Linked DNA regions of Mus musculus: regions 1, 3, 4 and 5 are each linked to region 2. Evidence: chromatin contacts called from public ChIA-PET and HiChIP or PLAC-seq data. All regions are on one chromosome and are shown on one strand. Each heading gives the region's core, a stretch centred on a gene start, on an enhancer-like site or on the middle of the called end of the contact. The rest is flanking DNA. Distances are from core to core; before and after follow the strand shown. Region 1 has its middle 32 kb from the start of Gm26761. Region 2 has its middle 10 kb from the start of Gm43837. Region 3 has its middle 13 kb from the start of Gm3716. Region 4 has its middle 51 kb from the start of Gm26761. Region 5 has its middle 18 kb from the start of Gm31889.

Region 1 (3,095 bases), core at 110-2,609, 300 kb after region 2:
CCAAGGCTGCCTCAGGGGCGTACAGGACTCACACAGCTTACTAGGACCCACCTTTCTGTAGAAGACTCACTTCTGTTTATCAATCACTAACTCAATCCTAAGAGTAAGTAAATAAATAGATCTTCAAAGTCTTTCACTTTGGGGAACTTGTGGCAGACAAATGAGAAAGAATGGCCGAGGGAGAGACAGTCACTGAAGCACTGGCAGGAGCCAGACCACTGGTCTCTTCTCAGTTGCTAGAGTACTTTGCCTTGGGTTGCCACACATGGCTGTGGTAGTGTGGGGTAGGGGACTTAAATCAAGGAAAGCTGGCTTTTTTCCTTACAGTTCTGAAGGTTCCAAGTCCAAGATGAAGGAATCAGCAGACCTGGTTTTCTGTCCTCAGCTTGCAGGGGCCATCCTCTCCCCATGTCCCCCTCTGCTTGCAGGTGGCAGCCTCTCTTTCCCATAAGGTCCTTCTCTGTGAGTGTCTGCATCCAAACTTTCTTCCGAGCACAGCAGTCAAACGGAATTAGGGCCATCTCAGTGACCTCATCTTAACTCACTGACCTCTATGAAGACTCTGCCTGTAATCTCAGGCAGGGACACTAGGGCAGAAAGGTCCCCTGCACATGAAGCTGAGGCTCTATCGGACCACAGTGCTCTCCATGCAGAGTGGCTTTTGCCTGCTGAAGTTCCTGGAATAACAGTTTTATTTGGTAGGTCATGACCCTGCATCTGTTTCTCCTTCCCTGACTCCTTTCCAAAAATTTCCACTCATATAACCTCCTTTTTTTTTCTTTCAAGAAACAATAAAAACATATCCTTCTAAGTTTCCTGCAACTACACAGCACCATCTTTCCAGAAATTGGTTTTCTGAGAAATGTATGCCTCTAACCCATGCCACAGCCTGTCTTGATATTACTTCATTTAACCCTCTAGAAAAGACCAAGATGCAGACCATGGTGTGGCATATCTTTAATTCCAGCACTCAGGAAGAAAGACCTGGTAGAGATCTCTGAGTTTGAGGCCACCCTGGTCCATGGAGCAAGCTACAAGACAGCCAGTGCTACTCAGAGAAACACTGTCTTTAAAAAAAAAGTAGGTAGGAAGGAAGGAAAGAAGGAAGGAAGGGAGGGAGGGAGGGAGGGAGGGAGGGAGGGAGGGAGGGAGGGAGGGAGGGAGGGAAAGAAGGAGGGAGGAACAAAGGAAGGAAGGAAGGGAGGGAAAGACCAAGACATCTGGAACCTACCATCTTGTCAGTTGAGTGCCTCTTTCATATATTTCTCAAGACACTTTAATTTGTTGTGACCCTCTGCCAGCATCTGCCCCACCCTTAACCCAGCCCATTGAGTAACACTTGGGGAATGCATCTGAGAATGTTCTGGAAGGGTTATCACACACAGCTGTGCATTGCCACGTTCCAGCTCATCTTGCCTAAGGAAGGGTGAAGATGAACCATCGACTCACAAGGCCGAGGAGGGCAGTTCCTGGAGGGACAAAGCTTGATCATGGAAGTGGTGCTTGGTTTATGTTTGCAGTCATTTGGATTCTGCAGAACCAGATAAGAGCCAGATGTGATGCTGTACATCTGTAGCCTCCCAGAGCTGGGAGAGCAGAGATGGGAGGACCCCAAGGACTCACTGGCCAGCTAATCTAGCTAAAATAGTAAGCTTCAAGACCATTGGCAGAAACTAAGGCAACTGAGGAAGAAATTCTGTTGTCAGCCTCTAGTTTCCACTTAACATCCAAACACACATACACACACACACCCCAACATCAGAACACATATACAATGTGGGTGATAGTTTACTAATTTTATAGATGAAGAATCTCAAAGTATGAAATAACTAGGCTGTAAACACAGGGGTGGAGCCAGTATTTGGACATGAATTTGTCTACAATGAGCTTTGTTCTTGCTGTTCACACTCTCTCCCCTCCCCCATCACACTATCAAGTGTTAGCCTTTTTTTCCCTACACAGAGCACCTGTCATCCCACACTGAATTCTACTCATGACTTCTGTGTTCTCACCAACCCATTTACAGGATACAGCTATGCACCAGTGGGTGGTCCAGAGTTTAGGGAAATAAATCTCTTTGAATGAGAAATTTTTTAATAGTAAAATTACAACAGTTTAAAGCTTTCATATACAGTCCAGTTGCTCTTCTTAAAGTTATATTGGTGGTTGAAATGAAAAGGATTATCTCTTTCAAAATATCAGTGATTGCACTGAAAAGCTTTTTCTCCACTCTTCTGGTCAGTAGCAGCTATAAGTGAAGAACAGAGTCTCCCAATCTATGGGGACAAAGGTTCAGCCTCAAAGAGCCTGGCTGTGAGACATATCCAAGGCCTCTCTCTAGCTGTGGACTGGACCAGGAGGCCGCCAGAAGTCAGGCTTGAAGATATGGGTTCCCCGGGTGGCATCTAAGCCTTAGATTCCCAAACTTGCCTCTGAATTTGAGCCACCCGCTACCTTTTAAAACGTTTTTAAACTTAGTATAACTCTGTGTGTGTGTGTGTGTGTGTGTGTGTGTGTGTGTGTGTGTGTACATGATGAGGAATTACATGCCATAGTGCTCTGTGTACTTAGTTATTTCCTTCCACCTTTACATGGACTCTGGGTTCTAGGGATTAAACGCAGGCTCTCGTCTGGCCATCTTTTAAAATTATAGATGCTTGGGTATGGCTTCCACCCCAAGAGTCTGACGCCAATGCCCAGGGCGAAGCCTGAGCATCAACAGCCATGCATTGCCATACGGGGTTAATATGGAGCAGCAGGTGAAAGCCGCCCAGGCACTTTAGTGGTACAGATTACCAATAGTTGGAATGCAGGTTTTAGTGAATGAAGTTATAGCTGTGAGTTAAAATGGCTAACACGTGACTCGAACCAATAGGAAAGCTATTTATTGATCAATGACTAATAGGTTGAAAAGTAACACAATATGTATGCAATGTCATGATGTGTTTGTATGCAAATATAAACCAGTAAGCATCCCAAGATTGGGTTAGCCATCAGTGACAACTTTAGCTTTATATGTAAGCGGATGTACTGATATAATATTACTTTGAAATTAAGAATAAAATAGGTTTGTCTTGTGTGCATGTGTGTGCAAG
Region 2 (3,317 bases), core at 542-3,041:
TAATCTATAATCCTCACCCTAAGGTACTATGAATCTGCTTGGAGCTTCTGTGAAGAGTAGGAGTGGAGTAGGGATGTGGGGAGCACTGGCATCTGGTGAGTCTCTGTGGTGAGTCAGTACAGAGTGAGAGCCCTGCTCCTAGTGAAAAGGACTGAATGTAAACATGTGTGCTCAGGTCTGTCCTGTGCCATAATGCCACAGTTCTACTGGATGAGGGCTCCATCACTTGATCTCATTTAACCTTAGCTTCCAAATGTCCCACCCTCCAAAGGCTGTCGTATTAGGTTTCTGCTCTCGTAACACCACACAACGGGAATTAAGTTTTGGCATGACTTTCAGGGAGAACACTCAAGCCACAGCACTCCTGTTCTGGTGTATCCTGAATACAAGGCCAGGATCATCCTGCTTGAGGTAACTCTACATCCGCACGATCCTGGGTGGGGTGAGAGCAGTGACTGTCAGTCAGCTTCCTGATGTGCACTCCAGAACTCTGAAGAATAATTGTAAAGGAAGGGCAGGCTGCCCAACAGCGACCGAATGGATGACTGAGGAGTGGACGACTGGGGAAGGCCCTGGAGGGCTTGAGAGAACATGGAGCTCTATGGCTTACAGACACAAGTTGGTGGATGCAGTTGTGAGTTAAGCTTGCCTTCCGAGTGACACTGACCTTGGTCATGCAAGTTGCTGGGGCTCTAAAAGAAGAAAAGATTTTAGGAAAAAGAAAAAAAAACTTTTAAGAAATGCAACATTCAGCTGAAACTTGGAAGAGGAGTCTAAACATTACTTTGGCTCGTAGCTTAGTGCACGAAAGTAGAGTGAGAGACCAGTTCGCAGAAAAGGGTTAGTTTTGAAACTCTACTGTGTGTAAAAAAGACAGCCAGAAAGCAGCTCAAGTCAACCTCATGTGTAACCGCAGCATCAGAAAAACATGAGGCAGGGGCAGTTGGCAGGAGGCATGTCTATCTGTCTTCCATCAGTCTGTCTATCTATCTATCTATCTATCTATCTATCTATCTATCTATCTATCATCACTTAACTATTACAAATTTACCCCCATGAAAGCAATAGGGGCAGAAACCTGAGTTTTGTGGGTCTCTGTTATGGTAATCTTCATTCTCACCTTGGCCGGATTCAGAATTACATAGGAGCCACTCTGTGACTGTGTTCCCCAAAGGGCTAACTGAGAAGAAAATAGCCCTAAATGTGGGAAGCACCATCTCTTAGGGTCCTGGACTGAAAAGGCAAAGTGGGGGTGAGGTGGGGTGGGGTGGGGGAGGCTGAGCACCAGCTTCCATCTCTCTGCTTCTTGACCACGGTCTCCTGCCTTGCCTTTCCTGCCACAACAGATCGCATGCTTCCCTACCAATGAACTTTTCTTCTTAGGTTTCTTTTGTTAGGGAGTCTATCAGAGCAATGAGAAACATAACAGTCTCCTGATGTCATTTTAAGTGTTATCTACAACAGGGAGAACTCTGCTGTCCCCCTCAATGACTAAGTCAGGCTTACAACTTCTGGGTTGGGTTGAGGCAATTAAAAAAAAAAAAGCCTTTGAATTGGAAAAAAAAAGCCTTCTTTCAGATTTTAGCTTTTCAAGTCTAAAGTAATAGTTAAACACCGAACCGGAGTTAACCTTAAATCTTCTCTTTTCTCTCTTGGCATTGACTCCCTCCTCCTGGAAGTCTGCCCTGGGAAGCTTGCTCCTCCTCCTCCCCTCTCTCAGCTCACCTCCTCCCCTTGCTGGGCGCCATTCCCCTGCATGCCTGGAACGCAGCCCAGCGAGGAGAGCGGTGACAGAACAAGAGTCTTCTCTCACGTGTCAGGGTGGCCCAAGCCTTTTGGGCTGGGCAGCTGGCCTCCCTGGAGAGACCTGGCAGCCCATGAAAGCTGACCCTGTCAGAGGCCTCCAGCCGGGCAGCTTTCTCTGTCTATCCCCTGACTTGGGCTGAAGAGTCTCTGTGCCTCAGGGTGGCCTTATGTGACTCCTTCCCCAGCTGCAGGGATTCTTATGGGCTAAAAACCAGCCTCTTTCCATTGAGGTCTTCTGTTCAGGCCCACAGGTCCCAAGGCCATGGTGGCCTTACCAGTGACCTTTCCCACGGGGACCCATATCTGATGTGGGGACGTCTCTTGCTCTGTCACCAGTGGTCATCACTAACATTTGAATGTCACATTACCCATCACTGTCCTATGACCACATCTACTATCTAGTGACATTAATGTTCACCGCCACCTGCAGGACAGGTGAATCTGGCAAGCTGTATCTGTGACATTGGCTCTAAACTTCTGCCTGCCGTTTGTACACCATGAGACACCACATGGATGTTTCACTTACCACTGACTCTGTTGCAGAAGCAGAAACCAGGAGAGTGAGCCTTTATAGACCAGGAAGAACTTACCATGAGGCTTTGAGCAGTTCAGGAGTATCTCTGGGTCTCAGTTTTCCCAACTAGCAAATGGGGTGGACTTGTTATCATCTGGGTCGTTTCTCACACTAAAATTCCATGACCTAACCCAGCTCTAGCATAAAGAATGGCATGGAGGGGTGTGGAACTAGAGGATGAAAGGACTGCATAGGATCGTGGCCACAGCCAGGCTCAGAGAGACTGGTATAAATGCCCCTGAAATCTTTAACATGACAAAAGGTTAAGTACATACTTAAAATGCCTTGAAATCTAGGTCTTTGATAATTGCTTCTTTTTAGCTCTAAAGAGAAGGCTCAATAACAGGAGAGGCTTCAGCACATTGTTTCAAGCGAGACCCTTAAAACATTTGCTCTTCTGACTCATTAACTCCGCACCAGAAATAGATTCAAAGAACCCATCAGAAGCATACACAAAGATTTATTCACAGGAGTGTGATTCATGGTCATCTTCATGGTAGTATAAACTACAAGCTACTCCTTTTATTCCATCTGTGCTCACAGGATACATCCTCAGAGAGGGTTTCCAACTGCACCTGCGTCAGGTCTGGGGAGATGGCTCTGTTGGCAACCTGCTTGCTGTATAAGTGTGAGGACAGGAATTTGGTCCCCTAGAGCACATGTTAAAAACAAAATGAGCTAGGTGAGTGTAATGGTGCCAACCTCTAATCCCAGAACTCAGGAGGCAGAGGTAAGCAGATCTCTGTGAGTTCAAGGTCACTTTGGTCTACATAGAGTGCTCCAGGACAGCCCAGACTACGGAGAGATCTTGTCTTGAAAGAAAGAAAGAAAGAAAGAAAGAAAGAAAGAAAGAAAGAAAGAAAGAAAGAGAGGGGGGAGGGAGGGAGGGAGGGAGGGAGGAAGGAAGGAAGGAAGGAAGGAAGGAAGGAAGGAAGGA
Region 3 (3,135 bases), core at 568-3,067, 260 kb after region 2:
TCCCCATTCCCTTCCCCCCTCTCTCCACTTGGTCATGGCTGGCCTCTACTTCTCCATTCTCTCTCTCTTTCTCTGCCTCTACTGCCCTCTTAGCTCCCCTCCCCATGCTCTGAATAAACTCTCTTCCATACTATACCATTGTGTGTTGTGTGGCTGGGCCCTCAGAAGAAGGGATGCTTCAGTGTGGGCCCGCTGAGACTATACCTCACCACACCCCTATAGGACATAGTCCTTATCTCTTTATCGTTTTTATAAACACATCACTGTTGCTTTGTATAATTTTCTTAATCCCTATTATTCCATCTCAACTAGACATAGGGATATCCTTTATTCTGCCTTTATTCTTTCTTTGGAGGGGGAGGAGTCCTGAGATTCAAACCAGGGCCTCTCACATGCTGTCAGCAATGTTCCACTGGCTGCATCTCCACAGAGGGGGGAAAGGGTGTTTTGTTGGGGTTTTGTTGTTGTTGTTTTGGTGGTGGTTGCTTGCTTGCTTTTGGTTGGTTTGGTTTGTCAGGACAAGGTTTTTCTGTGTAACAGCTCTTGCTGGAACTTGCTTTATAGGTCAGAGTGGTCTCTAACTCACAGAGATCTGCTTGCCTCTTCCTCCCAAGTGCTGGGCTTAACTGCTTGTACCACCACCTCCCGGCTCGGCTTGCTTTTAGATACCGCCCCACCCCTCCCCCACTCCTACCCCACCCCCAGCACACACATACCCCATTATCTGTGGTCGTAGGGATCTCACCAAAGGCCTGATGCGTAGCAACGGCTCTTTCATTGAGCTTTATCCCCAAAGCCCCCTACTATTCTACTATTGAAGATCTTTTAAAATGCATCAATTTGTCCTAAACATCTATGAGGATGCTATCCCAGATCTAAGACATTGCTGACCCTGTCTTTATCTTACTGTACAAGGAAGAAACGGGCACAATGTTAACATTTTGATCGTCCGTCCCTGCACCACCTCACATTACCGCACACCTCTGTGGAACACTTACTGGGCAAAACTAACTAAAAGTATTCAGCTGAACTACCCCAAGCCCCCTCTCTCCATCCCTCTGCTGAGTCACACTAGGAGCACAGACTCTGAAAAGTAGGCGATCTGTTTTGTGCACTATTTGCAGTGTTTTAGGCTTTAGAGAGAAGGACCTATTGTGTATCAACATCACACAAACCTCTATAAAAATCCTAACCTTCGGCATGTTCCAGAGCTGTGTAAACTAGCTAACAGCTGTGGCAGTATCCTGCAGTGACTGGGTCAAGCCAGGAACCAGCCCACACAGGTGCCCAGCCTAGCAGGAGAGGCCCAGCCTCCTCCACCCACCTCCACCCCTCCCCCGCACACACTCCCCTACACCTGCTGTGCTCGGCTTCCAGGTTCCCAGGCTCCTCTGCTCTGATGTGGACCCACAGATAGAAATGTCACCTGGACTTAGCTAAGGTTCAAAGAGCTGGTGGTGATAGCTAGTCCTGGCTGTGGGTATAAGGAAGGACACTGCCTACTTTGGTGGTGCTAAAGCCGTCAACAGTGTGTGGGATGTCGGAGGAAGACAGAAACAGACCTTTTTTTTCTTTCCAACACATTTTGACTTTGTATCCTGTGTGTTTGTTATAGAAAGAAAGTTGCAGGCCAAAGAGAACCAAAGCTAATGCTGTTGGCACAAGGGGCTGGTGAGAAAGATGAGAAGGATTGGTACCCACTAATAATCAGATTTCTGGGGCTCTTCTTGTTGGTTCCCACGAAAAGGTAACAGCCTTCCTGAAGAATTCTAATGCCTTCAAATCAGTTGCTCAGGAAAGGGCCAGTGGGTTCCCCTTTGTTAATCATTGATTGAGTCACTGCAACAATACCAGAATGTGCAAGTACAAATGACCAGAAGTGTGTGGAACTAAAAAAAGAAAAAAAGGGGGGCCCTCAGGAAGGACTCAAGGATACACCCACACTGGGGCTCCGTTGATGAATCGCTTGCCTAGGATGCATGAAGCACAGTTCAGTGCCTAATACCACATAAACTAGACACGGTGATACACGCCTGTAACGCTGGCATTTGAGAGGCAGAAGCAGGAAGATTAGTGTAAGGTCATCCTCGGCTATAGAAACAGTTTGAGGCTAGCCTGGGTTACACAAAGTACTGTCTTTATTATTTATTTTTATGTGTGGTGTTTGCTAGTAAGAAGGTCATTAGCTTCGTGGCAAGCCGTGGAAGATACAAAGTGTCTGAAGGTGGGTGCCCCAGGGCTCCGGGTTTACGTTAACCATTCTACATTTTCTGATTTGTAAAAATCATATTAAAATATATTTTTCCATGAAAAAACGTCCCAGTATTTAAAATAACCTTTCTTTAAAGTGAAGACATCTAAGGAATCTAAACAATGTGTGAATCTATGAAAATGGGGGTGGAAAGGATTGCTCCCATCTTCTGAGGAAGAGAGAGACTGGTTGAACCAAAACTAATAGGACTTCCCTTTACTGAAGTGACTTTCAGTTACCCTACCCTCAGAACAGGCAGTTGAATCTGGACCTTTCCAAATTGTCAACGAATGAAAAAAAGTAGACAAATTGAGAGCAATGAACATTTGGGATCTGGAGTGGGGTGGGTATAATTAGTGTGAAATGTGCTAAGTGTTTCCACTGGTTTCTGGGGGGTTTTAAAACTTTATTTTCGGTGATTCATGGGCCACAAATCATTGAAAATACTAAAGAGGAAAAGAAGCCAGAGGGTAACTGCATAAACACCCCCTCAGCTTTCAATAAAATTCCACAGCAGCATTTGGAAGGAGGGGTTTGCCCCCAGTATGGTAATAGTTATCAACCCCAATAACATTGAGGGGAAAAAATACAACTCCAAGTGTTTGCCCTACTGAACATTGATCAATTAGAGAGCATCACTCTCTCATAAAAGGGGACGCCATAGTCACTAATGTAATTGAGTTTGCAGGATGGAAGCAAGGCTAACCCGACCACACGCTCCATATATTCTCCATTATGAAATTCCAGCTGATGGCTAGTGTTACCACAAGATGCCATGCCAGGCCCAGAATTACCCAGTGTGGTGGGCTCTGTGACCTAACCTAATATCCTGCTGAATTTGCCTAGGCAAACATTCTACTAGAGTCACTTTTAGCGAAGGGTTT
Region 4 (3,280 bases), core at 752-3,251, 380 kb after region 2:
TCTTCCTTAACACTGGGATTACAGACATCGCCATTTCTTTTTTTTTTTTCTTTTGTGGATTCTGGGATACAAACTCAGATCCTTAAACATCCTTAAACATGTGACAGGCATTCTACCATGCCCAGCTCAGTCACCCTTGTTAAAGAGAGGTTCTGTAGAGTCAAAGTCAGATTCATCGGAAGTCCTCTTCCTTTCCCAGATAGATTCATGGTGACAAGTATCTCCTTCAGATGTTCCAGATTCTACACTAGTGATAAATAAAGATTATACTTGTTAAAGATGGGGGGTGGGAGATTGAAGAAAGAGAGAGAGAGAGAGAGAGAGAGATAGAGAGAGAGAGAGAAGTGTTTTGAGGGGGAGGGGTGGAGAAGCAGGAAGAAAAGGAAGAAGAGAAAGAAAGAGAAGGAGGAAGACTGACCTGAGCCAAAACCCGCCCTAGGGTGTGGCACTGCAGCCCCGTGCTAGCCTAGAGGCAAAGCCAGGCATAAAGGAGTTATTCTCTCACAAACAAAAGCTGGGAAAGAAGCCCTTTTTCCTTTTCCTTAAAAAAAAAAAAAAGTCTTAATGAAAATAATTTTAAAGTCGCACCCTGAAACTTTGACTTGATACTCTTACATTGCTGCCGTTAAAGTCGGTTTCTCTCTTTCCCTGGAAACTGTCCTATGACGCGTACGTTTCTTGAGGGGGAAAACCAAAACAGTCCCCCTTTCTAAGGACAAAGAACGTGCCGAGTCTTCACAGTTACTCATCAAGCATGCTTAGGCCTCAGCTACCCTGGGCTCAGTCCTAGACAGCTGCTCTGAAACCATGAAAACCATTGCATTGCTAGTTACCGGAGGAGCGGGTGTGTGTGTGTGTGTGTGTGTGTGTGTGTGTGTGTGTGTGTGTAAGTGCTGTGATCGCTCTATCAGTGCTGGGGATGTCTGTGTTAAGGTTAAACCTTTATATTTTAATCTTATGAAGTCCCTTCCATTCCTCCCTAGCTGGGGACACCTTCGGTGGCATTGTTCTTGCCATTTTGTTTTGTTTTTTATTCATTGTTGTTTTGTTGTTCACTTTGAGATAAGATCTTACTCTGTAACCCAAGATGCCTGGAGCACATGGTAACTCAGGCTGACCTCAAACTCAGAACCATCCTCCTGCCTCAGTCTTCCCAGTGCTGTGATTATATACATGTTACCACTTCCAGCTGCATCCCTTTTATCCCTTTGTTCTGGCTGGCCTTGCTCCTATGGAAATGCACTCATATATATCTAATTCTGCAAGGATCTGCAAGGATTTCTCAAATACCCAGAGAGACCCAGAGAAGCCAGATTGAGAAGCCCTAAACTGAGATGGCACTGCCAAGAATCCACATGTAATAGAATCAGAGAGACGGCAGGTGCGATGAACCTGTATAGCAACTGCAGACCAAAGCCAGTCTCAGTATCTGGGTAATAGAGAAAGACCTGCCCATCCTGAGTCAGTCCTTATCAGACACGCCCAAATCTATTATGGGAAACAAGAGTATGTCATCAATACACTGTTATTACATACAGCATATGATGGTGTCCTTGAGGTAATGCCAAGTCACAAGACTTACTGATAATAAGAAGTTCTCATCAAAAACCCATATACCAGCATCAAGTACCAGAAACAGGTAAATGAAGGGCCCTGCCCATCAGAGCCCTTGATCTTGACATCACACACTGCTTATTGCTTCCAGTGTACCAGGCATTCTTAGCCCTTCATCAACTTCAAAGATCTCTCTCTCTCTCTCTCTCTCTCTCTCTCTCTCTCTCTCTCTCTCACACACACACACACACACACACACACACACACACACACACACACACACACACAAACACGAAGGGAGCAAGTGTCATTTTCCTGGGATCTATCTAATCTTTTGCAAGCCTCCTGGCCACAGTCCAAAAATTTCTGTCCTCACAATAACTTGTACATTTGCACAGTGACTGATCTGTGGTAGTCATACACACGGCACTTTAAACATCCCATGGACATGGTTTTGAAACTTCTTACTCGTGGTTTTGAGGTAGGATCAAATCATGTTCATGGCCAGCCTGGAACTCACAACAATCTCCCTTGCCTCTGACTCCCTCCCCAGTATTGGGAATTCAGATATCCACCAGCATACCTGTGCTTTAGCCTCCTTTAGCTCACAGGCTATGCAAGCAGGAGGCATTTCAGAGGCAATCAGAGGCTGATTTATAAATAAGGAAATGAGACTTGGATGATACAGGGTACTGGCACAGCTGTACCCTTCCCCGGGGGAAGGAAGCAATCCTTCAGGAAGTTATTCCACGCTGCCCTGGCTCAAAGTGCACCAAAGTCACCACACAGGCTTTGGTGACAACAGCTCGAGAGACAGTGACATTAGTCCAGGACAGAACGGCCAGAGACAAGGAGTGCCAAACCCTGGTGTCATTGTCATAGAAGCAGAGGCACCCAAATGAGCTTCCCCTCACTCCAAAGGGGGAAGCCTGGTCCACAAAACTAACAAGACATCATATTTAAAGTCACCCCAAAGGAGGCCAGGAAACCAAACCTGTGCCCTGACGCTACCTACCTCTAAGAACGCCAGGGGCAACTCATCCTAAAGCCTGCCTAAAGTAGGGAGAGAAAGGAGAGACCCTGCCCCCAAGCAGTCACCTTTTTGTCTTATCAAGCTGGAAGGATGAGTGACTGCCCTGTTTCCAATGCATTTAAACTGTCCTCAGCCTGAGGACCGCTCTCGGGGTTTTCATTGTCCCTGAAAAGCAAACATAGAAGAGAGAGGGAGATCATCTGAGAGAAACAAACCAGGGAAAGAGATCGGGTGAGGGTGTGACCTGTGGCTCCTGACTAATGCCACTCATGACTCCTCACTGAATGACAGTAGATGACAAACTGAGAAAGAAAGCTGGCATGCCTGAGCACCCGGGCCTGATGCTCAGGCTCAGCAAAGCAAAAGCAAAACAAAGCCAACCCACCGCATGGTCCAGCACCTGTAGCCCCAGCTACTCAGGAGGCTGAGACAGAAGGATTGCATATTAGAGTCTGAGACCATACCAGGGAGTGGTGGCAAACACTTTTAATCCCAGCATTTGGGAGGCAGAGGCAGGCAGGTCTCTGTGAGTTTGAGGCCAGCCTGGTCTACAGAGTGAGTTCCAGGACAGCCAGGGCTACCCAGAGAAACCTCAAATACACAAACAAAGAAACAAACAAACAACAAAAGTCTGAGGCTAGGTAGACAACATTGCAAGACCATGTCTGCTGAAACAACAACCAAACCACACTA
Region 5 (3,394 bases), core at 774-3,273, 490 kb after region 2:
CTCTGTCTCTGTCTCTCCCTGTCTCTCTGTCTCTCTCTCTCTTCCTGCTGTCTGTCAATCCAAATGCTGAACTTTCAACTATTCCCCTTGGACTGCTATGCCCTCCACCATGACAATAATAGACTAGATCTCTGAACTGTAGGCCAACCCCAATGACTTGTTTTCCTTTGTAACAGTTACCAAGGTCATGTCATCACTTTACAGCAATAGAAACACTAAGATACCTACTTAGTGAGTTTCAGGTCATCAGGGGGCTACACAGTGAGTCCCTGTCTAGAATAGACTAACAGGACCGCACATTGGGATGGGGGAGGAATGGGATGTGTGGTGGTAGGTGAGTATGCATGTGCCGCTAGCATATTCTGGGTCAGAGAACAACTTGCAGGCACCAGCTTTCTCCTTCTACCTTGTGAATCCAGAGAATCTTACTCAGGCAGTCAGACACTGAGCCGTCTCACTGGCCCAAAGTATTTGATTTTTAAAATTGTCATTTGAGTCGCTGGCTTGGGTTCTATTTAAAAATCACTAAGTGAATTTTGACTCGGAGTTAGGAAAGATGTTTCCAACAGTTTCTAAGATGATCCTAAACATACGTATTCCATTTTTATAGTATATATGCATGCAAAGGGGGGGGGCGGAATTCTTGGCATTAATGGCTATAAATCAAAATATCAACCGATTTAAAAAATGTCAAAGATAGTTTATGTTTTGCAGCATCAAATATTCAGCCAAGATTTAATTATTTATGTAAAAATAAGTAAGTGCATGCATCTTGCTGATGGAAAGGATTACACTCATCTTTAACAAGTGGCAAAATGACACACAGACCAAATAATTGCTTTAAAATACATTTCTTTATGATTAATTTTCTGTCCATGTTTAGATTGTATCCTTATTTTATATATTTGTATATCCAGGGCTGCATAAAATTTTCTCCAGCTAAAAGAGGTAACCAGTGGGGAAAGCTGAAGAAGTCCTTCACTTACTGCTAGCCACGTGGGGGAGGGGTGCATGCACAGAGGAGGGTTGGTGTTTCTTGCAGATAGCAAGAAAGTGAAAGTTTAAGCTGAGCTTGCCCTCAGCTTGCTGCCAAGTTCACCCACCAGGTTAAGCCGCCTCCTTTCTCCCTAGCTACCAAAGTTCCAAGAGAGGAACAGGGCAGTCACGGATGACACGGCCTGGGAGAGAGTCGCAGCAGTGAGAACTCAAGGAAGCAAGGGCAAGGAGGATTCTTGTGGTCCCAAGTACTTTTAAAATCTTGTGTAAAGATATTACATTCATGTGCAATTGTGTCTTAAAACAACAGCAGCAGCAACAACAACACACACATAGCAGCAACACACACACATACACCACACACACATAACAATAACACACACACAACCAAACAAGAAAGAAATACATGAAAGTGAAAGAGGAGATTTCTACTTCTGTGTAGGATGCAGACCAGAGTTTCTGCCAAGAGAAACTGGAAAAACCAGGTTCGATTGAGAGAGAGAGAAAAAAAACCAGCTTTCAAAATCACCGCTGAGCTGGAGGAAGCAGTAAGTATAGGGAGGGGCTGAGGAGCCAGTGGCTAACTGGCTACCACTTTGCTTCTGGGGCCAGCAGATCCACGGATGGGGTGGGAGCCACAAAGCAGCTCTGTCCCTAGAGGCAATGTCACAGCTGTCCCGTGGCGCACAGGACTGTTGAAAACTAAATAGCAACATACTTGTGTTTTCGTCTGTCTCTCCCTGTAAGTTAGAAATCTAACATGTGGCAGGGTCTGTCTGTCTCCTCGTTGCTATATTCCAGCCCTGCACTTGGCACACAGTACCCATTTAGGAATAGCTGTCCGATCGAATCAAACTGAAGCTAATTGAAACAGTGGATGCTTTCTGGCTGTGGATTCCTAAAGCGTTTCTTCATGCTTCAGCTCCGTTTGGACTTTGCCCTCTGGTTCTCCCTGTAATACCTGGAAGCAGGGTGGGGTGGGGGTGGAGCAAGCTCTAGTTCAAACTCCTACTCCCAGGCCCAAGCCTTCGTCCGGAAGTCTCTCTCTAACCACAAGAGTCCGAGGTCCTCACAGAGCTTCTCAGACTGTTCTGGGAACTGGCGGGGCATCCAGTTTGTTTCCTTCAAACCATTGCGCAATCTTGCCAAGGTCTGGAAGGTCCCTCAAGTCCGACACCTGCTTCTCCTACACCTACAACAAGACCCTAAAGCCAGGCTAGCCCACCTTCAATCCCATCACCAGGCCTCTGGGTCACTCTCCACACTCTTATTGTTCCGGGAACATCCATCCCACACTGGAGGTCCCTGTAAGACCTCACTTGCAGGACGCACCAAGAACTGTGCTTTTCTGTATTTTATATCTTCTCCAGATAGAGAAATCCCCAAAACGAAAGCCCTCAAAGCTGGGATTCACTCCCAGCCTTGTTGCTGTTACAGTCGTAGACCATCTGTTTTCTCATGCAACCGACTCGGTCTTTTTTGGCTTGAATCCAAAGTAGCAACTTGGAGCACCCCCAGACAGCGCTCAGACAGTCAGGCCCGGGAAGACAGATTTGTGTGATCAACATTTACATAGGGCTTAAAACCTTTGGGTGACAATGGCTGTGGGTGTGGGTGAACATGGAGCCCTAAAAAGTTGACATGGGAACTTCACACGGTCTTGCAGTGTTTCTCTAACCCCAGAAAGTCTGGGGTGCCAAGTACCCCAGGGATTGCGCTGCCTCCAGAACCACACAATAGAGTTGATTTTTTTTTTTGTTTTGTTTTTTAATTGTAAATGATCTTAGAATGCTTGAAGTAACTAAGATTTTGAGCTGGGCTGCATTCATACATATGACCCGCATATCCTGGGTACATGTGGGTCATGGGCTTGAAGTTTGGACACGTCTGAGCCATACCTGGGGAGGGTGAATGGCTTGGTCTCTACAGAAGCTTCCCTGTTCCAGACCTGTCCTAAGCCGGTGGCCCTTTTATTTATTTATTTTTCCAATTTTTTTATTAGGTATTTACTTCATTTACATTTCAAATGCTATCCCGAAAGAAGACTGGCTTCTAGGCAGCTAGGATGAAGGTCTTTTTTTTTTTTTTTAATTTTTATTAGGTATTTTCTTCATTTACCTTTCCAGTGCTATCCCAAAAGTCCCCCATACCCTCCCCCCACACACACCCACTCACTCCCACTTCTTGGCCCTGGCGTTCCCCTGTACTGGGGCATATAAAGTTTGCAAGACCAAGGAGCCTCTCTTCCAATGATGGCAGACTAGACTATCTTCTGATACATATGCAGCTAGAGACATGAGATCTAGGGGTCCTAGTTAGTTCATATTGTTGTTCCACCTATAGGGTTGCAGACCCCTTCAGCTCCTTGGGTACTTTTTCTAGCTCCTCCATTGGGGGC

Evidence for each region. ChIA-PET counts read pairs in DNA pulled down with a chosen protein or histone mark. HiChIP or PLAC-seq counts read pairs in DNA pulled down with a chosen protein or histone mark.
Region 1: an HNF4G HiChIP or PLAC-seq map of pancreatic cancer cells shows a contact between it and region 2. The contact joins two enhancer-like sites. A contact is called at or near these places in 3 of 484 Hi-C or Micro-C datasets (B cells, bone marrow-derived macrophages and centroblasts) and 5 of 115 datasets of contacts at active chromatin or transcription factors (acute myeloid leukemia, fibro-adipogenic progenitors, large pre-B cells and 2 more).
Region 3: a contact with region 2 is called in a FOXA1 HiChIP or PLAC-seq map of pancreatic cancer cells. The contact joins two enhancer-like sites. A contact is called at or near these places in 4 of 484 Hi-C or Micro-C datasets (DN3 thymocytes, bone marrow-derived DN3 thymocytes, epidermal suprabasal cells and 1 more), 3 of 115 datasets of contacts at active chromatin or transcription factors (embryonic stem cells, microglia and pancreatic cancer cells) and 1 of 9 other capture datasets (embryonic stem cells).
Region 4: a contact with region 2 is called in a FOXA1 HiChIP or PLAC-seq map of pancreatic cancer cells. The contact joins two enhancer-like sites. A contact is called at or near these places in 1 of 15 datasets of contacts at CTCF or cohesin (the NIH/3T3 cell line) and 1 of 115 datasets of contacts at active chromatin or transcription factors (pancreatic cancer cells).
Region 5: a contact with region 2 is called in an H3K27ac ChIA-PET map of liver, with 16 times the contacts expected there. The contact joins two enhancer-like sites. A contact is called at or near these places in 1 of 39 promoter capture datasets (liver), 2 of 15 datasets of contacts at CTCF or cohesin (both in the NIH/3T3 cell line), 39 of 484 Hi-C or Micro-C datasets (the AML12 cell line, B cells, the C2C12 cell line and 21 more) and 19 of 115 datasets of contacts at active chromatin or transcription factors (CD8 T cells, the NIH/3T3 cell line, T-cell acute lymphoblastic leukemia and 13 more).

What each region holds. Positions count from the first base shown.
Region 1 is chr5:64,665,797-64,668,891 of GRCm38.p6, forward strand. No RefSeq gene overlaps it. Among named protein-coding and RNA genes, the nearest start is that of Gm26761, 32 kb to the right of the region's middle. Within about 2 kb of position 1,360, at least 33 of the 459 cell types and tissues checked have an H3K27ac peak or open chromatin away from gene starts, as enhancers often do. A contact at or near this core is called in pancreatic cancer cells, where this site is marked.
Region 2 is chr5:64,365,845-64,369,161 of GRCm38.p6, forward strand. No RefSeq gene overlaps it. Among named protein-coding and RNA genes, the nearest start is that of Gm43837, 10 kb to the right of the region's middle. Within about 2 kb of position 1,792, at least 85 of the 459 cell types and tissues checked have an H3K27ac peak or open chromatin away from gene starts, as enhancers often do. A contact at or near this core is called in liver, muscle stem cells, pancreatic cancer cells and 2 more, where this site is marked.
Region 3 is chr5:64,622,549-64,625,683 of GRCm38.p6, forward strand. No RefSeq gene overlaps it. Among named protein-coding and RNA genes, the nearest start is that of Gm3716, 13 kb to the left of the region's middle. Within about 2 kb of position 1,818, at least 53 of the 459 cell types and tissues checked have an H3K27ac peak or open chromatin away from gene starts, as enhancers often do. A contact at or near this core is called in pancreatic cancer cells, where this site is marked.
Region 4 is chr5:64,749,165-64,752,444 of GRCm38.p6, forward strand. No RefSeq gene overlaps it. Among named protein-coding and RNA genes, the nearest start is that of Gm26761, 51 kb to the left of the region's middle. Within about 2 kb of position 2,002, at least 35 of the 459 cell types and tissues checked have an H3K27ac peak or open chromatin away from gene starts, as enhancers often do. A contact at or near this core is called in pancreatic cancer cells, where this site is marked.
Region 5 is chr5:64,860,003-64,863,396 of GRCm38.p6, forward strand. No RefSeq gene overlaps it. Among named protein-coding and RNA genes, the nearest start is that of Gm31889, 18 kb to the right of the region's middle. Within about 2 kb of position 2,024, at least 182 of the 459 cell types and tissues checked have an H3K27ac peak or open chromatin away from gene starts, as enhancers often do. A contact at or near this core is called in liver, muscle stem cells, pancreatic cancer cells and 2 more, where this site is marked.